Linked DNA regions of Triticum aestivum: region 2 is linked to region 1. A link is a contact called in public Hi-C data. All regions are on one chromosome and are shown on one strand. Each heading gives the region's core, a stretch centred on a gene start, on an enhancer-like site or on the middle of the called end of the contact. The rest is flanking DNA. Distances are from core to core; before and after follow the strand shown.

Region 1 (3,607 bases), core at 555-3,054:
CATGCTCGTCAAGGTTTACACATTTTCAACATTCTAAGAAACAGGGAAGACAGTTTACAGTCTTTTGCTTCTTTGATGGGCAATATCTGTACTAGCTTTACCTTTACAGCAAGCGTCTGTAAACAGATATATGTTGTCAAGTAAATTAACTAAAGATGTGAGATAACATGCTTATAGTTATCCTGGCATAATTTCGCAGATAATGATAGTTACAATATTGATGTTATCATTCTACTTCCAATCATGGAGCAATTTCATTACAAACCAAAATTACTTGTCTATTAAAACTGAAAATCAAAGCATTTTCATGTAAATGTCTTGTTTTTTAGATTTTTTAGAACATGGCGTGTTTGCATTCGCACTCAAAACATTAAACATTAGGCAGTCCAGTATGGAATACCATGATTTGAAATACAACAAAACAGTGTACGACTGCTGCAGATTATCAATTTCCATACAAAAAGTGAGCATTAGAAGAAAAAAAAGCATCACATACCTTGATATCTTCCTCATCAAGAAAATTATATATGCTTTGTTTTTTATGCTCAGCTCTACTTTTTCGTGAAGATGTGAATGTCTGTGGCGTCCATCCTATAAAGTAAATGACTTTTTTATAACCCCATTCATTTCTTCAGCGATATTGTCACATATTAAAAACATAATCTCAAGGCAACAAACATACCCTCTTTTGAGCCAGCAGTATTGTAAAAGCCAGCAGAGAAGCCTCCAGTAAATGCACCATGAAATCTTCTCCGCCCTTCCTCATCCCTGACCTACACTCCGATCACATCTCATTTTTTAATAAAAAAACAGAGGTATTGGTTACTTAAAATCATATGCTACACAATTCCATGACAATGCTAACAGAAGAGACAATCCAAGTGTCTGACAAGTTGGTAACAAAAGAAGGAAATATTGCCACAACTAACATCAGGAAAACTGTGCTGCCACAAAAAAGTGTGGTGAACAAAATGGTCACCATAAGTGTGGCAAGATTTGGCCAAAGAAAAAAGAGCCTATGACATCTGGACCATGTGGCTAAGAAAGTGTGGCGCACCACAACTGCAAGCCAAAGGTTAAGCGTGGCAACCTTACTACAAACCAGAACATCCCCATAGTTCACTCCACATGATTCCGTCAAATAAACCTTAAATTGAAGAACATTTGCAGCATCCCCAACCGCAACAAACACTATTGAAGAAGTTCAATGGATTCGAAAACAGTAAACTGAAACACTGAACACGATTCTGTCATAATAAACCCTAAATTGAAGAACTCGCTTTCCCGACAGACCCGGATGTATAAACTAGCATGCGTAGCTACTAAACTACTCCCTCCATCCCGAATTACTTGTCTTAGATACATCCGTGTCTGGAAAAATCTAAGCCAAGCTTTTTGGGACGGAGGTATTACGAAATTGCTAGTGATCATAGCTGAAATCTATTACCAACTAATGCGCCGTCAACTAACCCCATAGAAGGGAGAAAAATATATCCCGATGCTTGATTACAAAAGGTACACAGAGAGTGAATGGGGTGGAGGTGCGTACCTCCTGCTTCCAGGCGGGAAGGGCCCGGAGCTGGCCTGCGTCGGCGACGGCGCGGCGCTTGCGGGCGGAGATGTCCTCCTCCCGCTCGATCGGCGTCCCGTAGACCACGAGGTCCTGGTCGTCGTCGTGGGATGCCATGGCCGGGGGATCCTCGGAGTGGGAAGCCCTAGCTCGCTGGCGGCGAAGCTGGTACACGACGACGGTTCGGGACGGGGAATTGCCGATGGGCGACAGATGGGTCTCTCCGTGGTGGTAAAAAGGTGGGCCGAGACTATAGGCCGTACGGTAACCCGTGTAGCCTAACAAGCACATATGGGCCCAAAAAAGGTCTCCAATCGCTACTCTGTCCCCGTGTAGCCTCGACGAACACTGTCCCCCCGTTCGCTTGCTAAAAGAAACTGGTTTAAAAATCGGCAATCGGTTTTTGAATAGATGTAAAATGTATTGTTTAGAAAAATAATTTATAAATATAAAACAATATTTATAAATTTTAAAACATAATTGTAGGTATTAAAACTATATCTACATTATATGTTATTTTGTGCGGATGACAAAACTACTCTTATATTTTTTTAAACTGTTTTAAAATATGTTCATGAACTATTTTCTCCATTCCTAAATATAAGTCTTTTTAAAGATTTCAATACAGACTACATACAGATATATATATATACATATTTTAAAGTGTAGGTTCACTCATTTTGCTCCGTATATAGTCTATATTGAAATCTCTAAAACTGCTTATATTTAGGAAAGGAGGGAGTAGTGTCTAACAATAGCCTAGAACTAAATAACCTTGGTATTGGAGATGCTCATGAAAAAAAGGGAAAATCATATTCTTCTGGGTAAGAGCACCTGTTGCTTGGTTTTATCAGTTTTTATTTGGGTTTATTTTTCCTGTTTTTTCTGCTGGTTTTGAATGGTTCCTATCATTTTAATTTTTTTTACTGATTTTTCTATTATTTTCATTCGGTTTTTAGTTGAATTTTCTTGGTTTTTCTTATTCCTCTTTTTCTTTTAATTTTTAAAACAAAGAGCATTCTTTAAATTTCATGATTTAAAAAAATACGAGCATTGTTTCATCCTTGGAAACTTACTTATATTTGCATTTCAAAAAACTCATGAAGTTCGTAGAATTTTGAGGAAATTTTTGAATTTACATCATTTTAAAATATATTTATACTATTGTAGTTGATACATCATCGTTTCGCACGTAATCACCAATTATATACTATTAAAGGGGATTTGGTACATCGTCGTTTCACACGCAATCACTAATGCAGTTAGAAACCGAGCGCTGGATTAATTTGAAAATCAAACCATTAATACAATTAATTAGTCAGACTATTAATTATGTATGTAATTAATTAGGTCCATCGAATAGGGATTTTTTGCGCGAGAGCAATTTGGAAACCTAGCCACAGATGCAGGTAATAAATTAGTCAGACAGTTAATTAAGCATGCCGATAACTAGTAGTTCGGTTTTTTACAACGGTATTTCTCCTCATAGAGAGATTTTTTCCAAAAAAAGGAACAACCCATAATCTATCGCTTCATATGCACCTAGAATAATTTAGCCTCCAACGTCGTCACAACGCAATTAATGCCACCGTGATCGAGGACAGTAGGTCACATGCTGCTACTTTTTAAATATTGTTTCATCGCATCGCAACACACCGGTGTTTAGCTAGTCAAAATTGGTAGTTAGTTTTGTTTGAGCAAGCAAGGGGCCATTTTTATATGTTTTTCCAAAAGAACAAATTTATTAATCATCATCTATGAAAAGGTACAATTTCGCTCAGAGGCTCCTCAAACCAAACATTAGTCGGAGGAAATCTAGCTACCTTGCAAGGTCATGAGCCACCTTATTCGCTTCTTCTCTATTGTATGGTTCAAAACTAGTGAGAGAAAAATGACACGCAAAAGAATAACAATCATCAAAAATTGACGTCACTGCTCCTACAGATCCTCCTCCATTCTTCATGGTGTTGATGACCTTCAAATTATCAAAATTAATAACCAGGCAGTTGCAGCCCGCTTTTTGCACCAGCGATAAGC
Region 2 (3,607 bases), core at 768-3,267, 370 kb before region 1:
GAGATTTCTTAAGGTAACACCGTTAATGGAAAAGCAACAAACATGATGAGATCCATAGAAATTAAGAATGAATACGTGCAATGCTTTCAACTTCGTATGGATATTTCTTCTAGCTGGGGATGAAAATTGTTTTTAAGCTTCTCAGCGTCAAGTTGCTCCTTCAATCCATATATGATCCTCGCCCTATTTCGAAGTTCAAGCTGGTAACTAGTAATTTTATCTCCCAAGAAACTAAGTTTCTCTACATAAATGAAACACCAGAATGAGAATAGAGTAACATGACAAACATTATCACCGTAAGATAATAATCTGAAACTAATGAAGCCTTATTACAAGAAGCAACCATACCAACAAAATCTTTCTCGAGTACAGAAATCCTTTGGACCTTACACTTCAAATCAGAGACTGAAATAGTAATGTAAAGGACATTATTAATATTAAATTAGCAATGGAACTGATTGGTCAAACAATATTAGGATAATGCGCTCATACCTACATTTTCCTTCTCACCAACTAGGCATTCCACGTCACCTAGTACTTGTTTTACCGCAGCAACTTCCTTTCCTACTGAATTAAACAAAGCCAGATGGGAATTCAGCTTTTCTGAAATTACGGTAATCTGTTTATCCCTCATCTGGATGGTCCATTGCAGAGAACAAGCAGAGTCCTGCCTATCAAACATAGTATCGTGAGCCAAACATCAGACTGCTTCCATAAACAGTTCAGAATTCAAGCCTACATTCTTCATACATTCAAAAGTGTTGTGGCATCCACAAATTGAAATGGTATTACATTTATAGAAGTTTGTGCACAATTCAAATCTTTAAGGAGATTACTGCAGTGTACAGAAGAGCATTTGACAGCTGCTACATAAAATGAAAGAATGTGGTACATCTATCATCTTACACTCCTAGAAGTTATCCATATACATGATGCTGCTAAAAGAGATCTTAAGATAAATATCTGAACGAAGCCTTGCATGAACATGTGACTTTACACAGACTGTAAGTTCAGTGAAGTTTTATACTGAGAGAATACAATGCAGCAAATTCAACTTAGCAGTAACAACAGCCCAAAAGAAGGGGCAAATGTTAAGGTCGACACATGCCTCGTACTGTCTCATGAATGCCTCCCTTGATTGAAGCAGTCTCTCTATGTTTTCTTTCAAATCCTTTTCGTTTCTTTCCAGCAGCTCATTTTCATTTTCAAGGCACTTCACCTGTAGAGCAAAAAAATTGCAATGACTCCCAGCCTGACAGGCAGTAATCGCGCACAAGGGGAGGATTTGAGAATTCACTACCGGCGATTGCATCATGGGCACTCAAGAACAGTGTTGCTTATGTCTAATCAGTATTCCTCAGATCAAAATTTGTGATGAAATGTATGGTTTAAATGGCCCCAAACACAACAACAGTGCAGTAACCAGGATAATCTCTACTGGATGGGCCAAACGGGAGATAATGGGGGCAAAGAGGGACGAACCCTGGACTCGAGCCTTTGCAGCGCGTCGTCCCGCGCCGCCGACTCCGCCCGCAGCTCCCGAGCCTCCCTCCTGCGCTCCTCCTCCGCCGCCTTCCACCTCTGCACAATTCATCCCGTTCCCACCCAAAATCGCGTTAGAAAAGCATCTCTCCCAGAACAACCAGAAAGCCCTAAGAGGTCCAACACCGATCGAATCTATGGGCGGCAGACCTCGCTGGACGCGTGGAGCTCCTCCCGCGCGGCCCGCTCCCGCTCCTGCGAACGGTAGGGAGAGAGGGAAGAGGAGGGGAGAGTTAGGACCTGGGGGGCTCTGGAAGGTCTAGAAGGTGGTTCGGTGACTCACGCGGGTGAGCCGGAGATCGGAGACGAGGGCAAGGAGCTGCAGCTGCAGTTGCGAAAGCGCCGCCGCCTCCGCCTCCGCCTCCATCGCGTCGACGGTCGGCGAGACAGAACCCCGTCCGTTTCGCTCGGTTGCTCCGGTGATCCAACGGTAGATAGGGAAGCGCTACGGATCGGACTAGTGACCTGTGCTTCCTATCGGACCAGTCGGTGGCCGTAGGATTAAAATCAGGCTACTCGTCCGATCTAGTACGACGAAGATCAGGGAAAAATGCCAATGGTGGCCGGGTTATAAACACACATACACTCACACTCTATAAATGCACGCACGCACATTTTATCTCTATGAGCGCCTTCAAGAGACTGAGCCGGCACATCATTTTGAAATTGACGAAATCGTTATTGACATCTTCGTAGTCGACGGAAACGTCACCTCCCACTGAACACACATCATCGGAATGCCTGCATAAAAAAATATGAACATCAATGTTAAGTCTACAACTTGAATTTTGATGGGCTGGGATAACACTGTCCTCCTAATAACTATCCAACCATAGATTGATTGGCTTATGAGCCCACTAATAAAATACCAGTTCCCATAGCAAAAGAAAAATTGGAAAAAAATCTAAGTACAAATACACATGTATATACTACATATGTTCAAAATTTTATAACATTATTGTCGTGGTTTTGTCACGGCATGTCCTAGAGAAAGGACTTAGTCGTGGAGCCATCGCGACGGGTTAGCTTAAAGAGGTTAAAGTGGACAAAGGACGCGGAGAGTTTATACTGGTTCGGCCCCTTGCGGTGAAGGTAAAAGCCTACGATCCAGTTGTTGTGGAATTGCTGAGGTTTCGATGACCAGGGAGCGAATCCGCTTTGTCTAGTTCTCGAGTTGTTGTTTGTTGTCCCTAAACCGCCGCCGGGTCGTCCCCTTATATACATGGGTTGACGCCCGCCAGTTTACAGGATTCCGAGGCCGGCTCATAAACGTGTCCGGCCCGGTCTCTACTATTTCTGCCTTACAACACAAGCTTACATATCAATGTCGGTTTATGACTACAGGCCTTAATCCGCCTTTGGGCCCTGGGCCTTCATAAAGCGCCATCATCTTTGTCTTTATGGGCTTCAAATATAATAACTCATTATGGGGATAACCCGGCCTCTCCTGGCCGGTTTACACCCAATAGTAATATCCCCAACATTAGGCCCCAGATTGATTTGAACTGGTTCATGTCAATCTTCAATACTTAAGAAAATTTCTTTTTCAGCACCTTCGCATAAATCTTGTAAACCGTCATGACGTCATCTTCCAGGATCATGATAAACCGCCATGACGTTATCTGTTATTAAAAATTGCATATAACTCACCTTCATTAATGAGCCTCCGACAATCGAGGCGACAGCTCCGCCACATACCCAACTTTTGGGCTCCTCGATTTTCGCGCATGTCACTTATCTCTTTGCCTTTATAAATAGGACCAGGGGGTCTTTTCCATTTCCCCCCGTGCCTCTTCGCTTCTTCTTCTTCCTCGAGCCGACCTAACCCTCACGCACGGCCGCCGTCCACAAGCTTGGCCATCGACCTCAACTTCGGCCGCTGCATCGACCTGAACGCACCAGAGAAACGCGGCGCTCCTCCGCTGCTCTGTCAACATCAGTAAATTTTCTTTTCCCTTGCTTTAGATCTATCATTAGGGTTTCGGTGTTCCTCGAGGCTTGAAACTGTTCTTCCCCGTTCTTCTTCATAGTGTACATGATGACTTCAGATCTGCTACTTTCTTAC

The links. Hi-C and Micro-C count contacts between places; a contact is called where the count stands out from the background.
Region 2: a contact with region 1 is called in a Hi-C map of leaf, with 4 times the contacts expected there. The contact joins the promoter of LOC123167553 here to the promoter of LOC123164435 in region 1. A contact is called at or near these places in 2 of 5 Hi-C or Micro-C datasets (both in leaf).

What each region holds. Positions count from the first base shown.
Region 1 is chr7D:194,794,677-194,798,283 of IWGSC CS RefSeq v2.1, reverse strand. LOC123164435 (G patch domain-containing protein TGH homolog) reads right to left here and starts at 1,804. Exons shown (of 17, transcript XM_044581917.1): 1 at 1,550-1,804; 2 at 683-773; 3 at 497-591. The coding sequence starts at 1,687.
Region 2 is chr7D:195,160,299-195,163,905 of IWGSC CS RefSeq v2.1, reverse strand. LOC123167553 (plectin) reads right to left here and starts at 2,017. Exons shown (of 13, transcript XM_044585389.1): 1 at 1,826-2,017; 2 at 1,693-1,737; 3 at 1,483-1,581; 4 at 1,109-1,219; 5 at 493-667; 6 at 349-405; 7 at 105-241; 8 at 1-13. The coding sequence starts at 1,909.